2 separate regions of the Mus musculus genome follow, and region 1 is linked to region 2. The links are chromatin contacts, called in public HiCAR-type maps. All regions are on one chromosome and are shown on one strand. Each heading gives the region's core, a stretch centred on a gene start, on an enhancer-like site or on the middle of the called end of the contact. The rest is flanking DNA. Distances are from core to core; before and after follow the strand shown. Region 1 overlaps Oxr1 (oxidation resistance 1). Region 2 has its middle 36 kb from the start of Gm41312.

The links. HiCAR-type assays count read pairs that join an accessible place to other places.
Region 1: a HiCAR-type map of embryonic stem cells shows a contact between it and region 2, with 13 times the contacts expected there. The contact joins two enhancer-like sites. A contact is called at or near these places in 1 of 15 datasets of contacts at CTCF or cohesin (pro-B cells), 22 of 484 Hi-C or Micro-C datasets (the HPC-7 cell line, bone marrow-derived macrophages, embryonic stem cells and 3 more), 12 of 115 datasets of contacts at active chromatin or transcription factors (embryonic stem cells and epiblast stem cells) and 1 of 9 other capture datasets (embryonic stem cells).

The regions. Positions count from the first base shown.
Region 1 is chr15:41,657,291-41,663,372 of GRCm38.p6, reverse strand. The region is part of intron 3 of Oxr1 (oxidation resistance 1); the gene reads right to left. Among named protein-coding and RNA genes, the nearest start is that of Abra, 210 kb to the left of the region's middle. Within about 2 kb of position 4,817, at least 13 of the 459 cell types and tissues checked have an H3K27ac peak or open chromatin away from gene starts, as enhancers often do. A contact at or near this core is called in embryonic stem cells, where this site is marked.
Region 2 is chr15:41,349,993-41,356,201 of GRCm38.p6, reverse strand. No RefSeq gene overlaps it. Among named protein-coding and RNA genes, the nearest start is that of Gm41312, 36 kb to the right of the region's middle. Within about 2 kb of position 3,956, at least 11 of the 459 cell types and tissues checked have an H3K27ac peak or open chromatin away from gene starts, as enhancers often do. A contact at or near this core is called in embryonic stem cells, where this site is marked.

The sequences.
Region 1 (6,082 bases), core at 3,568-6,067, 310 kb before region 2:
TCCCCCTTCCTCTCCCTCCCTCCCTTGTAGAGGCCAGAGATTAACTTCAGATACCATTCCTCAGAAGAGGCCATTTGCTTTGTTTTTTGAGACAGAGCCTCTTGTTGGGACCCAGAGCTTGAGAGTGTGGATAGAATGGCTGTGTGGTGATCTCTACGGACTCTCTGTCTTTGTTTCCACAGCACTGGAATTACAAGTACATAGCATGTTGCTTTGTTCTTTACTTGGGTGCTGGGGAGTTGAAGTCCTTGGACTTGTACAGTACTCATATTATAAACTGAACCACAGCCATAGCCTGCTAGTGTTCTTTTACAATGCATTGTTTTCGCATCAGTGGTTAGCAGGAGCACTTGAGAAACTACTAAATGAGATCTCTGTCAATTATATAAATTTACTTTTATTTTGAGATAAGTGCTTGATCTGAAAACATGTTAAAAGTGGGCTGTTCACCATTGACTAGTCTACTTAGATTCCTCCCTCATATTCCATATATTCTATGGCCATGTGTCTTAGGGTTCATCACTGTGAAGAGACACCATGAGTAAGGTAATTCTTATAAAATGCAAATATTTAATTGGGGCTGGTTCACAGTTTTAGAGGTTCGGTCTATTATCATGATGGGAAGCATGGAATATGCCCCCCCATATAATTATAAAATTATAATAATATAATTCTATTATATTATGACCAACTTTCCGTTTTCCAACTCCTTCACTGCCTAAGGTTGTCTATCCTGGATCTTGCTCTGTAGACTAATCCTGAATTTAGAGATCTGCATTCCTGTGTCTCCTGAATGCTAGGAATAATGATGAGTACCTAAACCAAAGTCTTTCTTCACCTTTTCACAAGATCTTTACAAGTTCTGGATTGTAGCTCTTTCCAGATATAGTCAATTTGATAATCAAGTATAACCATCACAATCCATCCCTTGTCAATTTGACACATAATCATATCTCCTAATGCTCAAATGAAAACAATAACCAGATCTAGTATTCCCTAACATGATATGATTATTCCTTGTTCAACTGCAAATACATAAACAATAAGTTTATCTGGCTGGGATCTTGCCCTGAGGTTACCCCTCCCTTAATTCCATTTAGTATCCTTGAAAATAGGGTTTAGCTCTATTTCACTTCCTGGTGTCCCTTTAATCTTTGAGCCATGTAATTTGTATTTTTCATTTGCTATGCTTGATCAAAATGCTCCTCATAAGAGTGAACCACAGATAGAGTCTAAGCCTGCTTGTTTTGAGATTTCCTTTGTCAATGCAATTAATTTGAATCTCTTCCCTTTAGCCTCAGATAGATTCTTCAGACAAGAGCACAAAGCTGCCACATTCTTCACCAAAATATCACAAGAACAGTCTCTAGGGCACATACTAAAATTCTTCTTTTCTAAAACTTCTAGAGCTAGGTCCACACAATTCAAGCCACCCCCAGCACCACTGTCTTTCCTGCTTCTACCAGTATGGCCTATTAGGTCCCACGCAAAGCATTCAATTGCTTTCCAAAGTCCCCAAATCAATATTCCTCCAAACAAAAAAATGGTCACTTCTACCACAGGTACCTCAGCCCCTAGTACCAACCTCTTTCTGCCTTAGTTAGGGCTTCATTGCCACGAAGAGACACCATGACCAAGGCAACTCTTATAATGGAAAACACTTAATTTAGGTTTGCTTACAAGTTTCAGAGGTTCAGTCCATTATCATCATGGTGGGAAGCATGGCAATATGCAGGCAGACTTGGTGCTGGGAGAACCAAGAATTCTACATCTTGACCCAAAGTCAGCCATGAGGAGAGTCTCTTCTATACTGGGCAAAGCTTGAACACTAGTTGTCCTAGAGCCTGCCTACACAGTGACACACTTCCTCCAACAAGGTCACCTATCCTAATAGTACTAATTCCCATGGGCCAAACATATTAAAACTACCGAATCATGAATAAACTATTCAACTTTTAAGGATGTAACCCTGTAGAATGGTTTATAGCAAAGATGATATAACTTATTTTCCTTGCAGAAAGATCATAATTAGTGCATTAAAAGAATACACATTAGACAGTGTCTGTTAAATGCTTTGAAATCTGTTCATGTTAATCAGCCTTTCAGAAAAAACAATCAGATACATGGAAAGTTTAGGCTAAATCCATAAAGTGGAGAGTTCTATTAATTCCATTTTGTCTCCACTCAGAAACTAGGCCATAAGCCACTTGCTCCAGCAGCGGATCCCAAAACACAGGAACAAGACAATAAAATCCCCCACCCAAGTAAAAGCCTGAAGATGGCCACATGAATGGGAGATACCTTATCTCAGGATAGAACATCTGTGCTGGGCAGTATATCTGGTAGTTAATCATACGTGACAAAGGAATGCAGTCCATCTGGGCCATCCCAGCACCCACCAATGAAGTTTGAGATTACCTAACCCTATCATAGTAGCCAATCAAAATTATATTAATATCAAGGCTTTAGCCCCTACCAATCACATTAGAGATTACCTAATTCTTCTAGACAGTTCCCCCAGTTTCCTATAAGAAGGCCTGCATGCAGGGCTGGAGAGATGGCTCAGCAGGTAAGAGCACCCGACTGCTCTTTCGAAGGTCCTGAGTTCAAATCCCAGCAACCACATGGTGGCTCACAACCATCCGTAACGAGATCTGACTCCCTCTTCTGGTGTGTCTGAAGACAGCTACAGTGTACTTACATATATAATAAATAAATAAATCTTAAAAAAAAAAAAGAAGGCCTGCATGCCTTTGTCTGGGGTCATTGCCATTTTGCTGGCTGTTTCTGCAGAGTAAATGCTCTGTTATTGTATTTGAGTCTGGGGTCGTTATCAATTCCCAAACCCTAACAAAAGTTGTTCAGAAGCTAAAAGAGAAGATGGTAGAAAGCTAGCTGGAGGATACTGAACACAATACATATAAAATATTGGCATTTTGGGGATACTACACTATAAAGTATTTGATACTCCGGGATTACAGGGTTGGGATTTGTAATGAAGATGCAAAGTAGGCAGAGCCAGGACATGGGCATTTTATAGAGTATCAACTTCATCTTGATAGGAATGAGAGACACTGTATGATTTTCAACAGGGAAAAAATGGACAAACTCTGCACGTTATCAAGATAGGAAGTTTGGTTCATGAGGGCAGGGCCATGCTACCTCCATTACACATGCAAGAAGTTCACTTACATTTATTGGAATCTTTAAGCTCCAGGGGCTATTATAAGCACTTCATACATAATATTTTCATTTATATCTCAAAGCAACCCTTTCAGTAAGTATCAGATTTGTTTCCTTTTCCAATGAAAGACAATGAGCTTTGACACCCTAAATAGCCTATTTATGGTCATTTAGCTAGGAGGAGTGAGGAGGTCCTACTTAAACATTCATCTGCGAGATCAAGTTCCTCTTCAATAATCTGACTGCTCTTGTGACAGAGAGAGGGAGGAGAGAGGGAGAGAGGGAGAGATGGAGAGAGGGAGAGAGGGAGGGAGGGAGAGAGGGAGAGAGAGAGAGAGAGACCAGGAAAATGTTAGTAATCCCCAAAAAACACACACAAGAGCTAATCAGATGCAACTCACAGCAGGGTCTTTATTCTATTTGAGCTAATTCACCCACTACCCCCACCCCCTACGCACCACCAGCACACAGGCCAGTTTTGGTGGTCGGGGAGCCCAGACTGTCTATTGGGGCAAAGCTTTATAGTAAGCAGTAAGCAGGGAGTACATGCATAAGCATCTAATTGGAAAGCTGTTGTGGCCTTCAACCTAGTTGTCTGGTGCTGGGAGTCAGATCATAAACTTTACTTCTGCTCTACTCTGCATTGGTGGTCATTAGGAAGGGACCATTAGGTCTTGTAACCTGGGGGTGCAGGTTTGTTGGGGGAATTACCTAGAAACTCTGCTCTTGTTGGGGATTAGCCTAGAGACTGAAGCTAGGCTCAGGCTTTCTTGGGGACAACTTGGAAACTAATGCTAGTTAGCAGTTAGTCTACCTGAGTTCAAACTTAGGTCAGGTTCTCTAAAATGGAGTTTGAATTTAAAGTCTTTGGGGGGGGGGAGAGAGAGAGAGAGAGAGAGGGAGAGAGAGAGAGAGAGACCCCACTGAGTGACCATACTTCAACTGTCAACTGATTAAAGTCACTTTGAATGTCTGCTAATCTTGACATTCTACAGAGGCAAAGTGACATCTATACTCTTCTAGACAGACAACAGCTATATTTAGAAAAATAAAAACTGTAGACATTCTAGAATTTGTTAAATTCTCTCTGATATTTAATTTCACTATACTCCACCCAGCTGAACCCACAAGCTTTTGACTTTCTTTGGCTGCTGAGCAGGCGTGGCCCTGGTGGGGACAGAGAGACTTGGTTCCTGCCCCTAGGACAGAATCCCAGTGTGAGCCTCCAGCAGTATTGATGACTGTAGTGGCATAACACTTGTTTGTGTAACAATGTATATTATTTCACATTCCTCCGAGGAATGGTTTCTCTGTTAATGTTATTGACTCCTTGATAATCAGACAGCAGGAGTCCAGGAGGTGAAGGTGTGGCTATGTCTCAGCAAATGGCAAGCACTGGGACTTTCAGCCCTAAAGGTTATGGAGAAGAGCTCTAAATACATGAGTTTGAAAATATATAATTTCTCAACTATGCAAAAATAAGGACGCAATATGAATTATGAGAACTTCATGAATCTAAAGGAACAAAGGGAGTTGCATTAATGAGTCAACTTATCAGAAAGATACAAAGGCAAGCAGATACAAATATAGGCAGATTCCTGAGTTCAAGGTCAGCCTGGGACATGGCAAGGTTAGCCCCAGGTGTGGTACATATGGTAATTTCAGGATAGGGTCCCACCCAGCTAGTTTAGCGTCTTTGTGTAACTGAGGCAATCAGATCTCTAAATGATTTTGCTATCTTAAAAGAAAACTTATGCTTGCTGTTTCCTAAGAATCAAAGGGCTGGGGCCACCAGTATGTAGATTCATAGAATAATCAAAAGGGAGCCTGGAATAAAGAACTGAATTGATATGTAAATTTAAAAATGGCTTTTGGTCTTCATGGGATGAACTAGCAGAAAGTGGTAGCAGTTCTCTATAATTTTCGCTAGTGAGAGCTGAGCAGTCTGGAGATCTTTGGAGAGCAAAGCGGCTCTTGATGAGTTTTTTTCTTAACAGGATTTCTGACTTGGTCAGATGACTTAATAGTTCTTTTGTAGCAGTTTTTCTAACATTGGTCAGAAAAACATGAGCTATCCAGATATCTTGTAGAATTTTTACCTGAAGAGAGAGCTGCCTCAACCAGAGTTTTATGAGTAGCAAGAGAAGCTGTCTAGGGCAGAACAGAGCAGAATACACAGACACAGAGAGAGAGGGGGGGGGGAGGGGAGAGAGGGGAGGGGGGGGAGGGGAGAGAAGGGAGAGGGGAGAGAGGGGAGAAAGGGGAGAGGGGAGAGAGGAGAGAGGGGAGAGAGGGGAGAGGGGAGAGAGGGGAGAGGGGAGAGAGGGGAGAAAGGGGAGAGGGGAGAGAGGGGAGAGGGGAGAGAGGGGAGAGGGGAGAGGGGAGAGTGAGACATTCTTACCTAAAATGCAGTACTCATCTAGTGACTTATTTTTACTTTTTAAAGGTTCAAATGAAGATTGAGGCTTCATATAGACAGAGTAGCTAGCTTTCCCTCTACTTATTCTAAATAAGTGAAATTTTATTATACGAATTCAAAGACTGATTGTTCTATAAAAAGTGAGTTTGCATGCTATCAATTTTTGATATGATGCTACTTTTAATGAACACCTTCTATTAGGGTTAATTAAGGACAGCCATGTGTGCAAAGAAGGCATAATCTATTTCTTAAGGTTCTCTCAGTAGGAAATAGATGCTATACAGAAGTTTGTGAAAGATAACTGAGGTCAAAAATCAATTCCTAGAGAAGCTATTTACATCTCTCATTAACCTAAAGAGGCATTTCAAATTGTTCTAGCTTTTCTTAAAATAAAAATTCTTCCAGCTTGATTCAAATACAGTGAATTGTAGAGGGCCAGGGATCGACTTAGTTGTAGTACTGCACTGTACCACCAGAGGG
Region 2 (6,209 bases), core at 2,707-5,206:
AATAGATGTATACTTATAAGTACATGAGTATATAACTGGCACTTAAATATTTTAAAAGATATCAAGGAGGAATGCTTTATATGTGTATATGTTTATTTACATATTTATTTATTATTTATCTCTTGTTTATTTATTTAGTTTATATTTATTTATTCCCCTTCCTAATTATTCATTTGTCAATGGATTCCACTCTCTTTTGGCTAATTCCATCTCAAGCACCTGGGATATAAATATATTCAGTGTGGACACAAGCTCTGAAAAATCTTGAACTTGCCAAATGTTAATACCTAGAGAGTGATTACCAATCATATAGCTGACAGTCTGGGGTTCTCTGAGAATGTATGACTAAGAGTGTCCAGTGATGTTCTTATAGTCTCTCAGTGGTCTGTTGATGTATGGTGTCTGTGTACAGAGCAGTTCTCTGGTTGTTCCAAGCCACAGTGACCAGTGACATTTGTGTGCTGTGGCTGAAGATGTTAGTATACACTGAACTTCAGAAGAATTTAACAAATGTTATCTTGCTGTAAGAGTCCAGGGAAATTTCATGTTATTCTCTGCCCCTTTTGCATGACAGGACCAGCCAGCAATACACTGTTCAGATGCATATAAATAGGATTTGACCCTTTCTAGTTAAATGCAACACACATTCTTTTGTTAACTTTCTATTTTTAGAAAGTACGTCAGATACTGTGGGAGGAACAGATTTCTGAGTATAATCCTGGGACATCTGTGGTTTCACAGTAGAGGAATTAGATACTAGATTAAAATAATATATGAGCAAACATAATATAGTTGGGGAAAATGTCTAGAAGAAGGACATAAGGAATGATTAGCCTGGCTTAAAGAAGAGAAGAGCCTTTCTTGGATTGGATGAGAGCAATGGTAACAGACATGATGTATGTGTCTCAGTCTCCTTTTCAATTTCACCCTTAACTTGCTCTACTGACTTCACTAGCACGTTCGCTAAACCAAGCCTCCATTGTCTTATGTCCAAAATGAAGCATTTTGACTTCATAGTCTTCCACAGTCTAACAAAAAAAAAAAAGAAAGAAAGAAAGAAAGGAAGGAAGGAAGGAAGGAAGGAAGGAAGAAAGAAAGAAAGAAAGAAAGAAAGAAAGAAAGAAAGAAAGAAAGAAAGAAAGAAAGAAAGAAAGAAAGGAGAGAAAAAAGTGTGAATATCTAATGATGTTCAGGGGAAATAATGAATGGGACGTACTTTTCCTGAAGGGCCTCTCAATGTGTTCAAGGTTAAGTGACAAGAAGACAAATAACTAGACATAAAGTCTCTCCCGTGAAAAACCTGACAGTAACACTGCCTAGGCACATGACATATGTGATCAGGACAGATTTATCTTACAACAGGGGTCATGATGAGCAAAACCAAAGCCAACATGTTGTTTAAGTGGTGCTATATGCTCATTCTACATGCATCATTCAAAATCCTCCATACTCTGCCCCTATTTAATGAAGACACTAAAGCTTGGAAAGGTTAGGCAACATGTTCAGCTTATAAGATAGCTAGCGCTAAAGCTAGACCCAGAACCCTCCAGAATCCTCCATTATTGTTCTTTGTGTTGCCTTCCATAACTGCGATTTTAAAGAGTAGTAAGGGCTTTGGCACGCTGAAAACAGGAAGAGAGCAGGATAAACATTATCTACCACTGTGATGCTGGCAACATCTCAGGAACAGTCGCAGAGACTATGGGAGGCAGGATATTTACCCGTCTAGAGACCAAAGAAGCTTGGGAACTGGGCACAAGCACGAGGTACAGGCTTTGCTAAAGAACCCAGCAGTCCACCTAGCTAACCTGGGCTACAAGAGAATTCATTTCTAGAACAGGAAGTACAACCTTGACAGAAAATCAGAGTCAAGAAAAACAGCAATAGGGAGCTCGTGTGTGTGTGTGTGTGTGTGTGTGTGTGTGTGTGTGTGTGTGTGTGTGTTAGGGGGCAAGGGGTTGTTATATCTTCAAGCAGTGAATCTCCTGACAGGAAAACCTCAAGATTAGACTGGGTAGGAGACAAGATAGGCATGTTGTTTGAGAATGAGTGCTTCAAAACCCACAAAGCTTTTCTGGAAGGACAGTTCCTTACTGTCTGTGAGCAATTAAATAACACTGTGATATCTGTTTTGTCTGTGGAATGGGTTCATGGACATTTACTTTTTGGAACTGCTGTTTATGTCACATCACATAGTGTATATGAGGTTGCTCCTTGTGATGGTTTGTATATCCCTGGACCAGGGAGTGGCACCATCTGAAGGTGTGGCCTTGTTGGAATAGGTGTGACCCGGTTGGAATGGGTATGTCACTGTGGGTGTGGGTATAAGATCCTCACCCTAGTTGCCTGGAAGTCAGTCTTCCACTAGCAGCCTTTGGATGAAGACTTAGAACTCTCAGCTACTCCTGTGCCATGCCTGCCGGATACTGCCATGCTCCCACCTTGATGATAATGGACTGAACCTCTAAACCTGTAAGCCAGCCCCAATTAAATGTTGTTTTTTATAAGACTTGCCTTGGTCATGGTGTCTGTTCACAGCAGTAAAACCCTAACTAAGACACTCCTGAAACACTGACAAAAAGGTTCTGTGCTGATGAGAATCCCTTCATCAGTAAGTAAGATAGGCAGTTTTACTATGGTTTTTGTTGTTGTTTGTGTAAGAGACATGTTGTCTTTTACATGAATGTAGGAAAATTCTAAATTGGTGTGGAAGAACCCATTTCATCAGGGTTCCACATTTCTGATACTTGTTTTATATGCTTAGGATACCATCCATCCAATTTATGTAAGATGTATGGACTCTAGCTCTTACCATCACTTCACACAATCAAACTAATTTACATGGTTGAAGTGGTCACAGTGAGGCTGAGCAGTACTGTTAACCCATAGTGCTATTTTCCAAGCTTGTGTTGGGATGTTAGGATCTGGTGTCATAGAGAAGTGAGGATGTGTCAGGATCTGCAGAATATCTGGTGTGGTTTGTGGTTCAAAAATGACACTATCAGAAGTCTTTTAGCAATAGTAGTATTTAACAGTGACAGTGGGAAAAAAAAGAGTAGAGTTGTAGAGAGATCTGATGATGTGAACTTTGTATCTTGTCCTATAGACAGCCACTAGCAAAAGTCAAAAATTTAACTTTAGTTAAAAGTTTAACTTTAGGTATCCAACTAGTCACTGAACCTGGCGGTTGTCCTTATTGAATGCAGTTTCTTGTGCAGTTAGAAGTAGCCCCTCCCCCAGTATTAAAACTAAAGAAAAATGAATGAAAAAGCTATGTTCCCTAGTCACACAGCACAAAAATGCTCTTGACATGTGAAGCTCAGGGTTGTTTTCTCCCATAATGTAGCTTGGGGAACCATGATTTGTTTTTTTGTTTTGTTTTGTTTTGTTTTTTCCTTTTTGTTTTGTTTTGTTTTTGTTTTAATGTGGCAAAAGCATAAAATGGAATGGGCATGGATCTTTGCACCATTGCCTGAAGGCTAGGAGAACTCATAAAAGCTTGTCTCTTCTCCTCTCCTCTCCTCTCCTCTCCTCTCCTCTCCTCCCCTCTCCTCCCCTCCCCTCCACTCCCCTCCCCTCCCCTCCCCTCCACTCCCCTCCCCTCCCCTCCCCTCCACTCCCCCTTCTCTCATGTTCTTTCTATATCCTGAATTCTTCCCTTCCCTCCTCTCTCCTTTCCCGTAGCTTTCCAGAAGCCATGGAGAACTGGGTACACCAGAAAGGAAGGATGTGTATGAAAAAGGGAAGGGATAGGCTAGAGAATTAAGGCAAGACAAAGATTTCTGATCCAGGGTCAAAGTTTTATTTTCAGCTCTGCCTTTATATGGGTAAACCCCAAAGAGCAATTCTTTGTTTCAGCTGGTTTCTGTTGCAAGGCAAGCTCAGCAGGCGATCAACTCCTCAAGGCTGTGGTAGGGAAATGCAAATAAGGTGAGGCTAAAACCTTTGGAGTTTTGTTTAGCCTATTCAAGGCTGGGAGGAGGGCACACCTTCTCCTCCTACTCCAGTAAAACATTATCAGTAGGTCTTAGTAGTGAGTTTTCCATTCTGCATGAAATAAAGGTCACCTTCCCTAACCCAATCAGGTCTTCAGGACTCTCCATAAGTGGTCCATGCTTGTGTCTGTAATTACTTCCTATGGGTCTCTCTTCTGTCCCTTTTCTAATTTGTTCTCCAGCAGTCTGAAATTCTTCTGCTTTTCTGACATAATTTATCCCTTTTTCCAAGTCTTTTCCTTGTTTTTTGTTTTTTGTTTTTTGTTTTTTTTCTGATGAAAATCTATTTAGGCCTCAGCTATAGCTTTAATAAAACAAGGAGTTATTTTATAAGCAGATTCTAGACTTTTATCTTTTTAAATGTCTTCACTTTAAGTTGCTAGTGCCTATCTATCATCTACCTATAAAACTATCTAATCTCTGGTGCACTTACATTAGAATATATCTATATTATCTTTTTTTTTTACACACTTCTTACTAATAAAGGCCCTTTTTTATTATTTAGTGCTCTAGCACTGAATACATTGCAAGCATTCAGTGAGCATTTATGAAAAAGATACAGAAAATTCTATTGCCTGTTTTTCAAACTCAACTTTCTCAGTATCAGTTTTAATGTTTTCTCCTGCATCATGAGATTTATATATATATGTACATAAAATACATATACATATATATTTTATTGCAAGAGACTAAAAAGAATGGACTAATTTTTATGTTATATGATATATGTGTTTAATAACTGCAGTGGATATTAAATGTGGTATATATATGTATATATATACATATATATAATCTTTTACATATTATATGTTCTCAATGTTGGGTTTTCAAGTTTAAGAATATTTGACATCATAGGATATTTCCAACTGTAGATTTTAACATAGAAATTTCAAGAGTGTACCTGGGATTTGACACTTTTCAAGTTCTCAAGTCAGGGATGGGAGAGATGGGTCAGTTGTCAGTTTATATACCATAAACATGAGGGTCTTTCTTCAAATCCCTAATACTCACACAAGAAGCCTGATGGGGAGGTGAGCTCCTATAACTCTGTTACTGGAGACAGAAACAGGATTCCTGGAACTTACCATCAGCTTCCAAGCAGAACTGGTGTGTGCCACTATCCTTCAAACTGAGGTAGAGAACAATTAAAAAAAAAAAAAAAAACAGCACTCATCATCAGCATCTAGCTTATACTCATGTGTATGTACACATGCATACAACAATGAAGACAGATACATGTACACTTTCACATGTGTGCACAAAGTTAACAAGTCATGAATATGAGATTAATTTCATCCATCCATTTGAGTAGCAAGGAACCAGTAAGACTTTGAGCTCAATCATGTCTGTACCTTGGAGCCATTAGGGAGCACTGAAAGTAGGTATTCATAGATTTTATGTTCAGATATTTTGGGTAATGTATGGCCTAGACATTAGGGTTTTTCAAAACTTTCCATGACGTGAGTACTCCTGGCATTGTAGAGAGACAATAGTTGACAGAAAATGAGCATAATATATAGGGAAGAGAAGTTTGCATGAGAGTCTTTTCTTTAACCTATGTGGAAAGCTACTGGTAAAAATAGTCCAGAACATATTGTCAATTCACCTTTGGATATATCTGTTATGAACATATTGTCATTTCATCTTCAGATATATCTGTTATGAACATATTGTCATTTCACCTTTGGGTATATATGTTATGAACTAGAATAGTTATCCTCTGAGAATGCAAATATGCCACCTGCACAGTGGATATGCCCCTGATCCTTGCTGTGGAATAACTTAATACTCTCCAGCTCTCTCAGTGACAATAGCAGAGAAAAGAATCCACCATGTGCTTTTACGTTATCTTGTGAACATGATGGTCATACATTGCTCATCTCGTTCTAACAATATGGCTTCCTGGAGGCTGTCTAGCTTTATGGCAACACTGAACTAAGATTGCTCTAGGGAAATGTAAGCATGGCCCTACTAAGAAGAAAAGATGTGTGGAGAACAAGAAGACTGCAGTTCATCAACAACAGACCCAAGGGAAGTCAGTGAGTCATCAGGCTGAGGAAAGCTCCATTTGGTCTGAGTTGGGAGGGAAAATGAGGAAGAAGCTATAACTAAAGTAGAGCAAGTTCCTGATTTGGAAGTGTTTTTCCAATTGAGTGTGAACTCAATTCAGAAACAAGAAAGGAAAAAAGCATGGTTCTGGTTACTAACTGGAAG